Linked DNA regions of Anser cygnoides: region 1 is linked to region 2. Evidence: chromatin contacts called from public Hi-C data. All regions are on one chromosome and are shown on one strand. The core of a region is the stretch at or near the end of the contact, and the rest is flanking DNA. Distances in the headings are between cores, read along the strand shown.

Region 1 (5,741 bases), core at 2,674-5,173, 380 kb before region 2:
AAGCAAGAATGGAACTTGCATACTCTTGGTTGGCTGCTTTGTAAAGAGTGCCACTGGAAAAAAAAAGTTTTTACCGGTTCCTACTCATACTATAGCTCCTCTGACCTTTGGAGAGTAGAACCACCAAATAACTTCTAGAGCCCTGCACGAAAATACTATTTCCAAGTACATCTATTTAGGAAGATAAAATATTGACCACGAGATCTCTGTGGTCAAGCATACTTTACAAAGGAAAGCCATCACCAGATCAGGATGCCTGCTGGCACGTTTCTGTTCATCACCTGCAAAAGAAAGCAAAACTACTGAGTATCTTCAATGACTACCACTTCCCTTAAAGCTAAGATGAATTTTTTGCTATGGCAATAACAGAAGCAACATCATCCAGCCAACTTGCAGCCTCTCAGCAAAGCGTTCCAAGCACCTAAGGCCAGAGAGCCCACAGCTTCAGGTACAAAACAAAAATAAATAAAACACAAGTTTGAAAATTTATCAGTCCCAATATCCACTCATAATTACATTGCAAAGGCTGGAGCACCCACTCCAGCCAGAAGCAAATCACTACACAACCTAAGCACACCCCAGGTAGGAATCACGCCCCATTCCTAGGCCTTAATAGTTCTGCATTAAGTTCCAAAGTACCAGAACTCAATTTGCTCATTGTAATTCTGCAGCCGAGCTCCTCTGCAGACCTCACTGCCACAAGACAAACAGCTTGGAGGACACATGAACGTTCTTAATTTGCTTTTATTTCAAGAAAGTTAAGAGTTCCCCATTGTTTTCACCTGTTTTCTTTGGGCTTTCTTCTCCTTTGCCCTCATCCAAGCTTGGACGTGCAGCTTTTGGAGATCCAGGCTCTGTGTCACCTTTTGGGCTATTCTCACCTTGTGCTGATAACGCTGGACTCCGAGGAAACATACTTTCAGCATCTAGTGGTTTTCCTGTCCCAAATTGAAGAAAACCGGACAAATCACTCAAACAAAAGAGACAAATAGGAAAAGCATGAGCAACATTTCCTCTTCCATGACGTTCATGTTCAAACTGTACCAGAAGACAGTTTGACCGTCTCCCCCCAGTTTGACTTGCTCTTGCATGTACCAGCCTCTTAAATGTCTGACGGCACCTGAAGTAAGTCCTTCAGATTCTCTCAAAACAGCTAAACTCTGTCAAAGTTATGTCTGTGCCCAAAGTATTGCAGCTTTTAGTAGTAAGAAGACTCTGCTGGCTAGTAAAGCCAGATTCAGTCATGTTTCACATGCCATTCTTTACCCACAACAAAAGGAGCAAACAAAGGCTGACTCAGCACGTCTGCTTTCTTTGAAAGATCCTTCTGCTGAGAAGGACATGTAAATTCATAAGCCTCTCCTTACTCAGGCTTGCAAATAGAAGCTGCTATTTCAATCCCCTTAAGTACAATTACTGAACAAGTGCTTTTCCTGTCTGCCTACAGCATCACATGCTCACCTATAAGAGGTATTTGGTGGACTGTCATCGTCTCGTCCTTATATTCCGGCTCTGTGTGCAACTGCACAGCTGGAAAGAGATCAGAAACAGTCACTGAGGAGTTCAAAGAACAGATTCATGCTCTACAAGAAGATCAGAAAAGCATATTTTCCTCTCTTAAACAAAACCTGCTGAACGTCCCCCTTTCCGTTCTCTGCCCCACTGCAAAGATCAAAGAATAATGAAAGCTCTTACCAGCCCACTGGCCACAGAACAGCCCTTACCACCATGGTAAACAAGCTCACTGACAGCCTCTGGGAGCAAAATGCCTTAACAGCGCTTTAAACCTGAGTTCCATGAGCTAGTCTGGCAGACTGGCAGCTGCCTGCCAGAACCAGAGTTGGAAACACTGTTTTTCTTCCAAGCAGTTCTTGGGATGGGTTTGGACACTGTATCAGATCAAAACAGCTATTTAAAACCACCTTTGAAGGGATGTAACTAGAGCCTTTATTCTGAAGTTGTTAACATTCAATGCAACTTTAGCTACAGCTGAAACAAAAAGCTGATGTTAGCTGTGCTCCCCTTATGTACGTACCTAAATCCATTCTTTTTAGGGGTCCAGGAAAGAGCCGAATTGCTTTCAAGTAGTTTTGCTGGAAAAGAGACAGTGAGTCAGGAGGCCACCCCTCAGCAGTGCAAACTATGAGTACCACTGTCAGCAGTTAAACCTTACTTTCACGAAGCCACGGGATCAACTCCCCGCAGGAGAAAACGGGCAGCATGCAGCCGGCCGGAAAGCACCGGGCAGGTGTCCCACCTCCAGTGGGCATCACCAGTTCGGAGAAAGGAAAATGCAGAACCATTCCTCCCATCCCTTGAATCACCATTACCTCCCGCTAAATATTGCGAGGAAATTAAATAAGGACAAAGACTGGAAAATTTCTGCTTAAGGCAATCGTTACCGGCTTAATACCACGCCTTGGCTGGAGATCAGATGCCAACTTCCTATCAAAAGGAAATGTGGGGAGGAAAAGCAGTCAAGAGAACAAAGGATGTTCTTTTTTTCCTGAAATTATTTTCCAGAACACTAACTGACAAAACAGTTTTAGGAGAAGCCTGATGCTGTCTTGCGTGTAACTGAAGAGATTTGCTTTTTAAACCTTTCCAGCAGAGCCTTCAGACTGGCACTACATCGGACCGGCACCTTATACCTCTAAGATGACTCCCTGCCTTAATACCGGCTCTCCCAGTTGCAAGGTAAGCATCAATATGTGAAGGTTTTTCTCCCCTTTCTGCAAGCTTCCACTACTTACCAGCTTTGGTGGCCCTAGGAAAACACATCTTTGAAGCCCCATAGCCTTTAATGTGAGAATCATACCTAAAACACAGCAGAGAAACAGCTTTACCACAGACCCACTGACAGGTCATACCAGAAAGCTCCCTCTTGCTGCCAAGGAGCGCTGGGCGTCTTGTGAAGACCAGGCCTGAACCTGGATGCAAACTCAGTTCTGGCACAGCCTTGTGGAGGTTTCAATGAGTCAGGTATCTCCGCAGATACAGCCAATATCCGCAAATCTTGAAAATACCCGTGGATCTTGACAGTCGTAATGTGGAACAAGCTACCTGGGGAGGCCATTACCCTCCTACTTTTTGGGGAGATCCCCAGCCTTGTAACGAACAAAATCCTGGACAACCTGCCGTAACCTCAGCCTACTCTGAGGACAGGCAGGGAGCAGCACCCTTCCAGCACAAACCAGCCCGGCTCACGAACGTCTCCGTGCTGGCGGCGCCTTCCCTCTGCGGGACCTCGGGGCCGAGGCAGCCACGTGCGCGGGGCGGGCAGCGCCTCTCGCACCCCGCTGCAGGTGAAGGCGCTGCAGAGCCCCAGCTGCGACCCCACAACCACCCCCCCCCCCCCCCACACACACACACTCACCCGGCAGCCCGCCGACGTTGGCCCACGCCAGCCTGCTGAGGAAGACGCAGTCCAGGTGCGAGATCTTCAGCCTGCCGACACAGCGGGGCGCTCAGCGGGGCCCGGCGCCGCCCGGCCCGGCCCCGCACCCTGCCCGGCGCTCACCTGTGCTCCTGCATGGCCCGCTGCGCGCCCTCGCCGCAGTTGAACAGGTACCTGGGGGGGGACGGGGGGGGTGAGGCCGCCGGCAGCGCCGGCCGCCCCCAGCCCCGCGCCCCCCGCCCCCCGCTCACCGGTTGAACTCGGAGAAGACGAAGACGGAGGCGCCCGCGTCGCGGCCGCCCGCCGCCACCACCTGCGCGTACACCGTGCTGGGCCCCGCCAGCGCCGCCCCCGCGTCGCGCCGCCGCTCGCGGGCCCAAACGTGCCGCGGGACGCCCCGGGGCCGCCGCGAGGCGCCCCTCGGCCCCGGCCCCGGCCCCTCGGCCATGGCCCTGCCCGCGCCCCCCCGCCCCGCCAGGCCCGGCCGCAGCGCCCGCGCCAGCCTCCACATGCGGCCCGCCCCGCCCCGCCCCGCCCCGGCCGCGCCGCGTGACGAGGGAGGGCCAACGGCAAGGCGACGGCGGCCCCGGGGGACTCGGCGGAGAGCGGCCGCTGTCACGTGACGGGGGCCCGCCAATGGCAATCGCCCCGCCCGGGGTGGCGCTGAGGGGCGGGCTCAGCGGATGCTCGCGGGCGCCCAGCAACGCGTCCCCCCCCACCTCCCCCCGCGCCGCTTGAGACGGGCGGGGCCTGGCGGGCCTGTCGCTGTCCCTGTCCCCGTCCCGGCGTGTCCGAGGCCCCACTCACGGAGCCCCGAGCAGCCCGGTGCGAGCAGGAGCCACCCCCCCCCCCCCCCCCGCCAGGTCCCCCGCAGCCACACCCGTTTCCCCGCTTTCCACCAGCTCCTCTTCCCTACGAGCCTGCTCCGGGCCCTGTTTACAAGCCCGAGCTGATCCAGGCCGCAGCTTTGTTTATTTCCAAGCTCTCTCAACCCGCTCGGAGCCCCCTGGGGCTTTCCGTTTGCTTCAAAAAGAACCACTGAATTTTACTGTAACCAGAGTACCCCAACGTAAACAATCCGAACCATCAATATCCCTTTTCTTCCTTACTTGCAAAGGCAAACCTTATCTTTCTCAGCCCTCTGCTTTCCAAACACTGTCTCCCTTTATTCTCGGTGCCAATGCTCTTCCCTTTCTCCTCCAGAGATCCAGGCGAGCAGGCTGGGTGGGGACCTGCCCACGAGCTCAGACCTCGGGCCCCGCCGTGGCTGGTTACAGATGTTCTGTCAGTCTTTGTTCAAATCCATAACTCGTTTCCATCTCTCCAGACTCCCATCTCTTCACACAATAGTTCAAATCAGCATGGTGTGTTTTTGTTTTTTGCCCCGCACTTCTGGATGAAATAAAGGGATTGTTCCCCTGAATGGCAAGCCCTGTGGTCATGCACGTTTTCCACATTACAGTCCTGCAGCCTAAAGCTCGCGCACAGCATTTGGCTCTGCTCCCTGAAGCCACACAGGAAGAGAAATCAGTTTAGATCTTAAATTGTTTCCCAAATCCCAATGCAGTTGGAGTTTCCTAAAGGTGAGTGTACTGGATCTGCGCATTCCCGCCCCTTCTTCCCTTTGTCAACAATTTTCTGCTCAGGTGAATAATTAGGAAGTGTGAAAACAACTGCCCTTTTTTTTCTTTCTTTTTTTTTTAACACCTCTGGGAGCACAAAAGCTTTCTTAGGGCTCTGACCAGCTGGCATGGGATTTCCAGCCAAAGTTTCTTTAGTTGATGAGATAAGTTAATGATGGTTCTGTGGTATTTTTAGTCAAACATTTCCTGGCAATTTTGTTTAACCTTGCTGGCTTGACTTTATGTGCACAGTCTAGTGTTTAGAGCTGTGATTCCAGTAAATTCTGGAAAGCGACAAAGCTACCTGCAACATCTCAACAGTCTTGTGAGGATTTCACAGGAAGTAGTCAAAAAACTCTGATTCTGAATAGATATCATTGTCAGCACAGCACTGTCCTCTGCAATTCCAGCCGTAACGTTTTCATGGGAGCTCACATTCTGGGAAGAAATTTCAGACAGGTTCAGGGCTCAGAAGGAGACGTCTTCTCATTTATAGTTACGCCGCTTGTTCTGGGTGAGTGTCCTAGTCCTACAGATTTTCTGGCAGGGAAGTAGGGACGTCCCAGGGCTTAGCTCCTGCAGTACTTCTAAAATGAATGGCTCGCGCATTTCGCTGACTTAACTGTCATGATTCAGATTTCCTTGGAAAGCTATCTTTGGGATTATAGGCAGGGTGCTTGGTAAAGCTGGGGAAGATCTTGGGTTCAAATGTTGGGCATGAC
Region 2 (6,632 bases), core at 746-3,245:
CCTTTATTTTTCTATCATATAAATTGTTCTAACAAAAGACATACTCTGTCTTATATTCATCTCTCTTATTCTTACTAACACCACTATCATTTCTTACCCAGCTAAAAGTCCTTGACATTTCTGTTTTCTAGCCTGATACACCTTCTCTGCTTTAGGTGAGGGGAATGGACTGAAGATCTGGAGGCAGAGGTTGCACCACAAAGAAAATCATGACCACGTGCTTTCTGGTGAAGTCCTGTGTCCTTAAAAAAACGAACCAGTCATACAGTGTAGTTCCTGGTGCCTCACCAAGGGAATGCAGCTACCTGGGGACCTACTGAAAGATTGCACGGCATTTTGCCTGTTGCTCTTGCAAATCCACACTTCAAGCAGGGTTCGGTAAGAGGAGAACAAAATATACGTATCCTGTTGGATTGTAGTCTTTCAGCTTTTCTCTAACCATTGGTACTCCTTTCCCAGAATGCTTAACAGGAAAGTTTTACTCTTAAGGGCACCTGTAGAGAGCAGTTTAATTTTGCTGAGCTTCAGGATGTCAGTGTGAATCAATTTAAACATCTAGAGGGATTTAGTTATATTGGACATGGCCCACTGTTATGCTTGCAGCCACCAGCAATTGTTTAATATACAGAATAACACAATTATTATGAGCCATAAAGCCTACTCAGTGTAGCTGTAACAATGGCAGCCATTTACAAAGAGGGCTCTTACTTCTCTGTGACATTCTCCGCAGTAATTTCATTTCTCATGACCTGCTCAAGGAAAGACTCGGTTACAAATAACAGGACGAGGTGAGCATTAATCCCCTCCACAAATGTATTCACGTGTCTTCCGCATAACAGTTCAGTGAGTACTAATTCTGTGTGGGGCTGAATGCTGCTACTGAAATCAGTGGGAGAAATAATCTGGCAGATACTCAGCTTTGGTAGATGGACACAGTAGATATCATATTTCTTAAGAACCCCCTTTCATTTTGTAAATAATTATCACTTTGGGTGATAAATGATCAGGAAATGATGAGGAAGTACTGTTTTTTCTGAGTAGTATCCCTTTTGTTCTCCAGACAATACAAAAAGACTGGATGTCTTCTTAAATATCAAATGAATCCTAGACTATAGGGTCGTTACAAAAATAGTGATTTAAATCCCAGTCTCCTGGCTGGGAAAATAAAAAAAAAAAAAGAAGCCTCCTTTTATCCCTGACTTGCTAATCCTCTCCTATGCCTGTGGTTCTTCAAGATCATCAAATTTCCAATCTGTGATCCCCAGAGCTGTCTCCGTTCATGGCTTTTGGGAGAGACAAGATGCCTGTGAGAAGCTCACTGGGAATGACGTCTTTCTCTTCTGTGATGCCAGCTGTCAGCAGGCTTAGTTATTTCTACAATAGACAAAAAAAAATATCCTGTTTCAGATACCTGCCACCAAGATTAATATAACATATGTGAATCTTTCTTCCCGGTAGGCTCTGTAGGCAAACACAGACGTGGCTGTGGCTGAGCCGGAGATGGGCATTGTTACAGCATAGCTCAGGCAGGGACCACAGGGCCCCTCTTGAAGGGTTTATGCTTTTGCATAGCTACTTATAAGTCTTACTGTATAGGTTTGTCATGTTTATTTCATGGGACAAAGATCTAATTTTCTCCCATGTACGAGTTTTGCAGAAACATCGCCATGACGGTGTGAAGGAATGTCTGAACATCTCTAGCCCAACGTGTCACTTGAAGCAGGATTATCACCAACACCAGACCGGGTGAGCAAGCCTCAGAAATCTCCAAGGCCAGCGATCGCACAGCCTGTCTGGCGACCTGGGGCAGGCTGCACGACCCTCCTGGTGAGGACGAAGGTCAAAACCTTCCAAGCCCAACCATTTGCGCCCCCTGCCCTTTGGTGTATCATCTGACTCTAGCGAGCGGAGCGCGCCCCCGCGCCCCTCCTCTGGCCGTCCCCTCAGGGCGGCCGCAGCCAGCCCGGCAGGCGGGCCCGCGGCGGCGAATGCGCGGCTTCAGCGGCCGTCCCCCTGCAGGCGGAGGCGGAGGCTGGCTCCGGCCATGGCGGGCGGCAGCTCGGCGAGGCGGCTGTGGCAGCTCTGCAACCTGCTTATGGCCGCCTTCTTCGGGCTGGCGGCTGCCGTGCAGGTGAGGGCAGCGGCCGAGGGCCTGGGGCTGCCCTAGGCTGCGGTGGGCCCGGGCGCTGGTGCGACCTGAGGCCGGCCGGGGCCCCCACACTCTGCTCCCCGCCCTGTCCCGCCTGCCGAGCCCGGCCCAGCCCGCGCAGAGGTTGCGGAGGCTCAGCGTGCGTTTCTTCGCTGCAGGTGAACGACCCGGACGCCGGGCTGTGGGTGGTGAGTACGGGCTGGAGCGTGGCGCAGGGCAGAAGGCAGGTGCTGCGCTCTGCGGGGCTGTCTGCTTGGGGTTGAGGCTCAGCCCCCGGCGTGCAGAGCACCAAACCTCTGGTTCTTCCCTGCCTGGGCCCTAGGCCTCCTGACCTTGTCACCACCAGGTCTCCATCATCTCCTGTGCTTGCCTTAGCTCACCGTCTGTCACCACTGACCTCAGCAGGGACCCTTGAGTCTCAGAAGAGACCTAAAGAAAACTCACATCTCTCTGCCCACGCCCGTCATTCTCAGGCACGGGAACAGCCACCAGTGGCCCTGGATCAGTGTGAGCAGGGCTTTGAGCTGCAGGGGCCCGGGGGGTCTCTCTGTACATGTCAGGAGCTGCTGGGTGGGTGGGGATCGTACCTGTCCTCTCCATGTCCATGCACACCCCGTACATCCCTTGTCCAGGTGAGCCCAGCTGGTAGTGGCGGGGTTGGGAAGTGGCAGCAGAGGCTGCTTCTGCTCCCACCCAGCACAGGCAGAGGTCACGGTGCAGGGGGATGTTTCTTACAGGGGCTCTCCCTGGGGACCACACTGCAGCTCAGGGCTGGTGCAGCGAGCTGGTTGGGCAGTAAGAGCTCAGGTAAGCCTGAAGCCCAGGCACAGGGGCTGGTGCTCAGCTGACCGTCTCACAGCTGTGCTGTGCAAGGATTTTGGGTGGTGAGTAAGGAAGCGCTGGCTTGCTGCTGCACTCAGAAGAGCACTAGCAGTACCAGGGCATGCCAAAGGGACAGAGTTGTATGGCTGTTCTGTGCATCTGGCAAACTGCTGTGGAAAAGAAGTACTGGTATGGGTGACTGCTTCTGTTTCCTTACCTTCGTAAATTTTGCTGTAGAGTATACTTGTGTTTCATTAACAGGTTGTCTACTTGGTCCCGGCTGCCCTTACACTGCTTGTTGGCCTTAGCCCTTCAGTAACAGGTATAGTATTGGTGTGTAAAACAGAATCTCTGCTCAAATTTTGCCTCCAGAAAGTTTGTTTTCATTGAGTCACAGATTAAGATCAGGCTGCATGCAAACATGTCCTACTGCCTTTTTTGAGGGCAGAAAGCTGTGGTACCTGCTTCTACAAAAGCTGGTCATTGCTTTAGTACTTGTAGTTGAACTTGCTATAAGCAAACGCAGGAGCCCTGCATAAAGGCCTGCTTCTGGGATGATCTTATCACTGCACCCTGGTTTAAGCAGTCATGGAATAAGTGGAGCACATGGAGCACAAGTCTGGGAGCACGTTCTGAACCTGTCTCTGATGTTGACCTTAGCACATAGTCTAATCAACATGGTTTCCCTGTTCTAAAGCTGTGTTTTTGCTTATCTATCTCATATAAAAGAAATTAAGCTCAGCGCAATGCTTTGAAAGAGCTAAAGGTCTTGTTTAGTATCAAGCATTAGCTGTAATACAGCTGCTCCAAAGAGCGTAAGGGCAGTGGTGGGGACATTCAGTCTATGCTATGACTGACTTCCCAACATTGCACACTGAGGGCTAACACCATATGATGTGTTGAAAGAATTGGTCAGATCAGATTTGGTCCAGGATTCCAGAAAATTCATTTTTTTGTGTGTTTTAATCCAGTGGAGATAATTTTTAAATGACTACTCTTGATATACCCAAAGTGACTGTGTTTTAGCTGGGTGAATACTTAATCTGAATAAACTAAAACCATACTTATACCAGAAAGGAAAATCCTCAAGAGTACATGTTGTTGTCACAAACCACACCCTTACACTGTCTCACCATTCTGGGTACCTTAGGCACACAAAGCAGCAGCATTCATAAAACCAAAACCCATCTGTGATGTTGAATATTTTGGAGGAGGTTTACTTGTGTGGTAGGTGTAGCCTCAACATAATGGCATTTGACTGGCCAAGAGAATCTGCAAGTTAAACTTACAAATTTGTTACTTGCACCATGGTCTCTAAGAAATAAAAATTAAAATAGCACAACTGTTGTGTAATTTGACATTTATGTAAATTCAACAAGTGATATTTATCATTCATGTCCATGGAAGACTCCAATTCAGCCTCTGCAGAGATGCAGTAAGTTCAGTTTACTGTAGGATCAGTTATGAAGTTAGGTCATACCAAGTTCTTGAATTTTGGCAGCGCGTCATCTTTAACGCTTTCCTGGAGGGGTCAGTGACTAGGAAAGGCTACTTTTTACTTTGTGGTGTTTGCTGATGACATTGTTGGGATCAGACGGAGCACTGCCTGTATCATTTGCTCATCTCTCTCCCATGAATGAGCTCTTGGGAATGAACATGGTAAACCAGAAAAATCTGTGGGTCCATTCAGATTTTTCACATCTCTTTTTCTGTCTTTAAAACATCAGTCCTGAGCCCACAGGCAGAGATGTCAGTGTTCGTCATGATCACTGGTGAAAGGTTAGACAGAGGCTTATCAGGGAACCTGAAGGATGGAGCTCCCTGCATTGTGCTGGTAGCTCACTGGCGCTGCTAAGGGTTGGGAGTCACTCCCTGGAGCCTTGGATCCTCCAGGAACATGGCTTGCACTTGAGAAGGGACATTCCTTTTGCTTAAGCAAACTTCCATTTGTAATCTGCCTTGTCATCTTCTGTGCATATTGAATGCTGGAGCCTGCTTCGTTTGCTAGGGCGATTAAGAAACTGTTTTCTTTGAGGCACTGCTGCCAAGAGGTTGCATTCCTAGGAAAACAAGACCCAAGCCCACTAGCATACAATTCCAACGGCACTTTCTAGAAGGTTTCCCTGGTCATAAAGATGCTGGTATTAATTCTGTCTTCCTGCCTGAGATGTATGTGCTTGTTGTAAGGAATCTGTTTTTTAGCAGCTCAGTTGCTTTTCAGTTCATAGGGTTGTTTTTCAGTTCACTTCATGCTACACTGCAGTTCCTGCCAGCCTATTTTTTTTCCTCAGAAAACGCGGTTTGGAGAAGTCTCTGTGACCTTCATTCTGCTGGTTGTATTTTTGGAACCATTGCTTTGGCTTGTTCTTTGTTTGTGTACACTCAAGGAAACATTTTGCATGAAGAGGAAGGCAGGTAAGTAGTGAATTTTCCCTGCATGAATTCGGTGCACCAGGCCATCTCCTTCTGGTGGGTCACTTCGATAAGCTCATCTGAGCTGTTGCAATGATGGTGTCTGTCCAGGGGAATCAACCTAAGGAGAAAGGATCACAGAGTTACAAAACAGCAATTTGTTGGACAAAAGAACTGAAAGGTGAATCCTAATTATGCCTGAATCCTACCTGACTGAGGTAGCAAGATTTAATTGCGGGGGCAGTTCTGGCTTTCAAAGACACAGCACTGGTACTGTGAAATAGCTTTGCATTCTGCTACTGGAGCTGTAGAAACAGGATTTAGTGTTAAAAACCTTTGAGGTGATACCATATCCATGCTTATCTGTCACAGGCTGCTGAGTCCTCTGAATTGCTGGGGGTTGAGAGGGAGGGAGGATTTTGCACCTGGATAATCATTTGGTTGTTTGCTGGGTGCTTGCTCAGTATAGAGGGGAAGCAGCGGCAGGTAGTGCTTCTGTTTACAGATGAATATTGGGATGTTGCTTCACTCTGTATTGAGGGAAATGTGCCACAGAATGTAAGTTTAGCAGTGGAACAAAAGTGGAAGCAGGAATTGCTGCAGCTGTATAGCTGGATCATGTGTGTTTGTAGATTTGAGCTGAGAGACAAAGTGACTTAGTGTAATTATAATCCTTGTAAAATATATTGAACTTCTCCAAAGGGAGACAGCCCATACTTCATCTATTTTTTTTTGGAGGAAAGTTGTATTTTTCACAAGCAAGCAGATGTTGGCATTATTTTCTGATCTCATTTTTTTGTTGTTGTTTTTTAGAGAGTTATTTGGTCTGGTGATTATTACAATATGGATGAGTCTTTGTCGCAGTTCAGCAAAGTAAGTTTTTCTTAATCCACTTGAATGTTCATATTTAGTGACTAGCTTCTTGAAAACACGTAGGTGATTTTGGCTGCTTGTTTTTCTATTTCATATTACTGTCTAAACCTTAATCCTGAGCACAGGAGTAGTTGGTGTTGTGGCCTGTAGGATCCTGCACAGGTAGAAGTCTGAAGGGGGATGGGGTGGGGGGGGTGGGAAAGAAAGCTTAACAAAACATTTTTTCCTGCTGCTTCTACCATAGTGGGCAGGAGACACATTCCGTTTTTGTAACAGGACAGCATGCTCTTTCTGTGGAACAGGCTAGTGAACATGAGCTAATGAAACTGCTAATGAAAGCTGCAAAACCATTTCTGCTCCCAATTTACAGAACTTT

Evidence for each region. Hi-C and Micro-C count contacts between places; a contact is called where the count stands out from the background.
Region 1: a contact with region 2 is called in a Hi-C map of granulosa cells, with 1.8 times the contacts expected there. The contact joins the promoter of ELAC2 here to the promoter of TMEM220 in region 2. A contact is called at or near these places in 2 of 7 Hi-C or Micro-C datasets (granulosa cells and liver).

The regions. Positions count from the first base shown.
Region 1 is chr19:1,079,081-1,084,821 of Taihu_goose_T2T_genome, reverse strand. It overlaps ELAC2 (elaC ribonuclease Z 2), which reads right to left and starts at 3,923. Exons shown (of 24, transcript XM_066980303.1): 1 at 3,649-3,923; 2 at 3,521-3,571; 3 at 3,377-3,447; 4 at 2,754-2,818; 5 at 2,036-2,093; 6 at 1,462-1,530; 7 at 783-938; 8 at 223-281. The coding sequence starts at 3,908.
Region 2 is chr19:692,944-699,575 of Taihu_goose_T2T_genome, reverse strand. It overlaps TMEM220 (transmembrane protein 220), which reads left to right and starts at 1,995. Exons shown (of 5, transcript XM_048076003.2): 1 at 1,995-2,131; 2 at 3,233-3,293; 3 at 5,263-5,386; 4 at 6,197-6,256. The coding sequence starts at 2,045.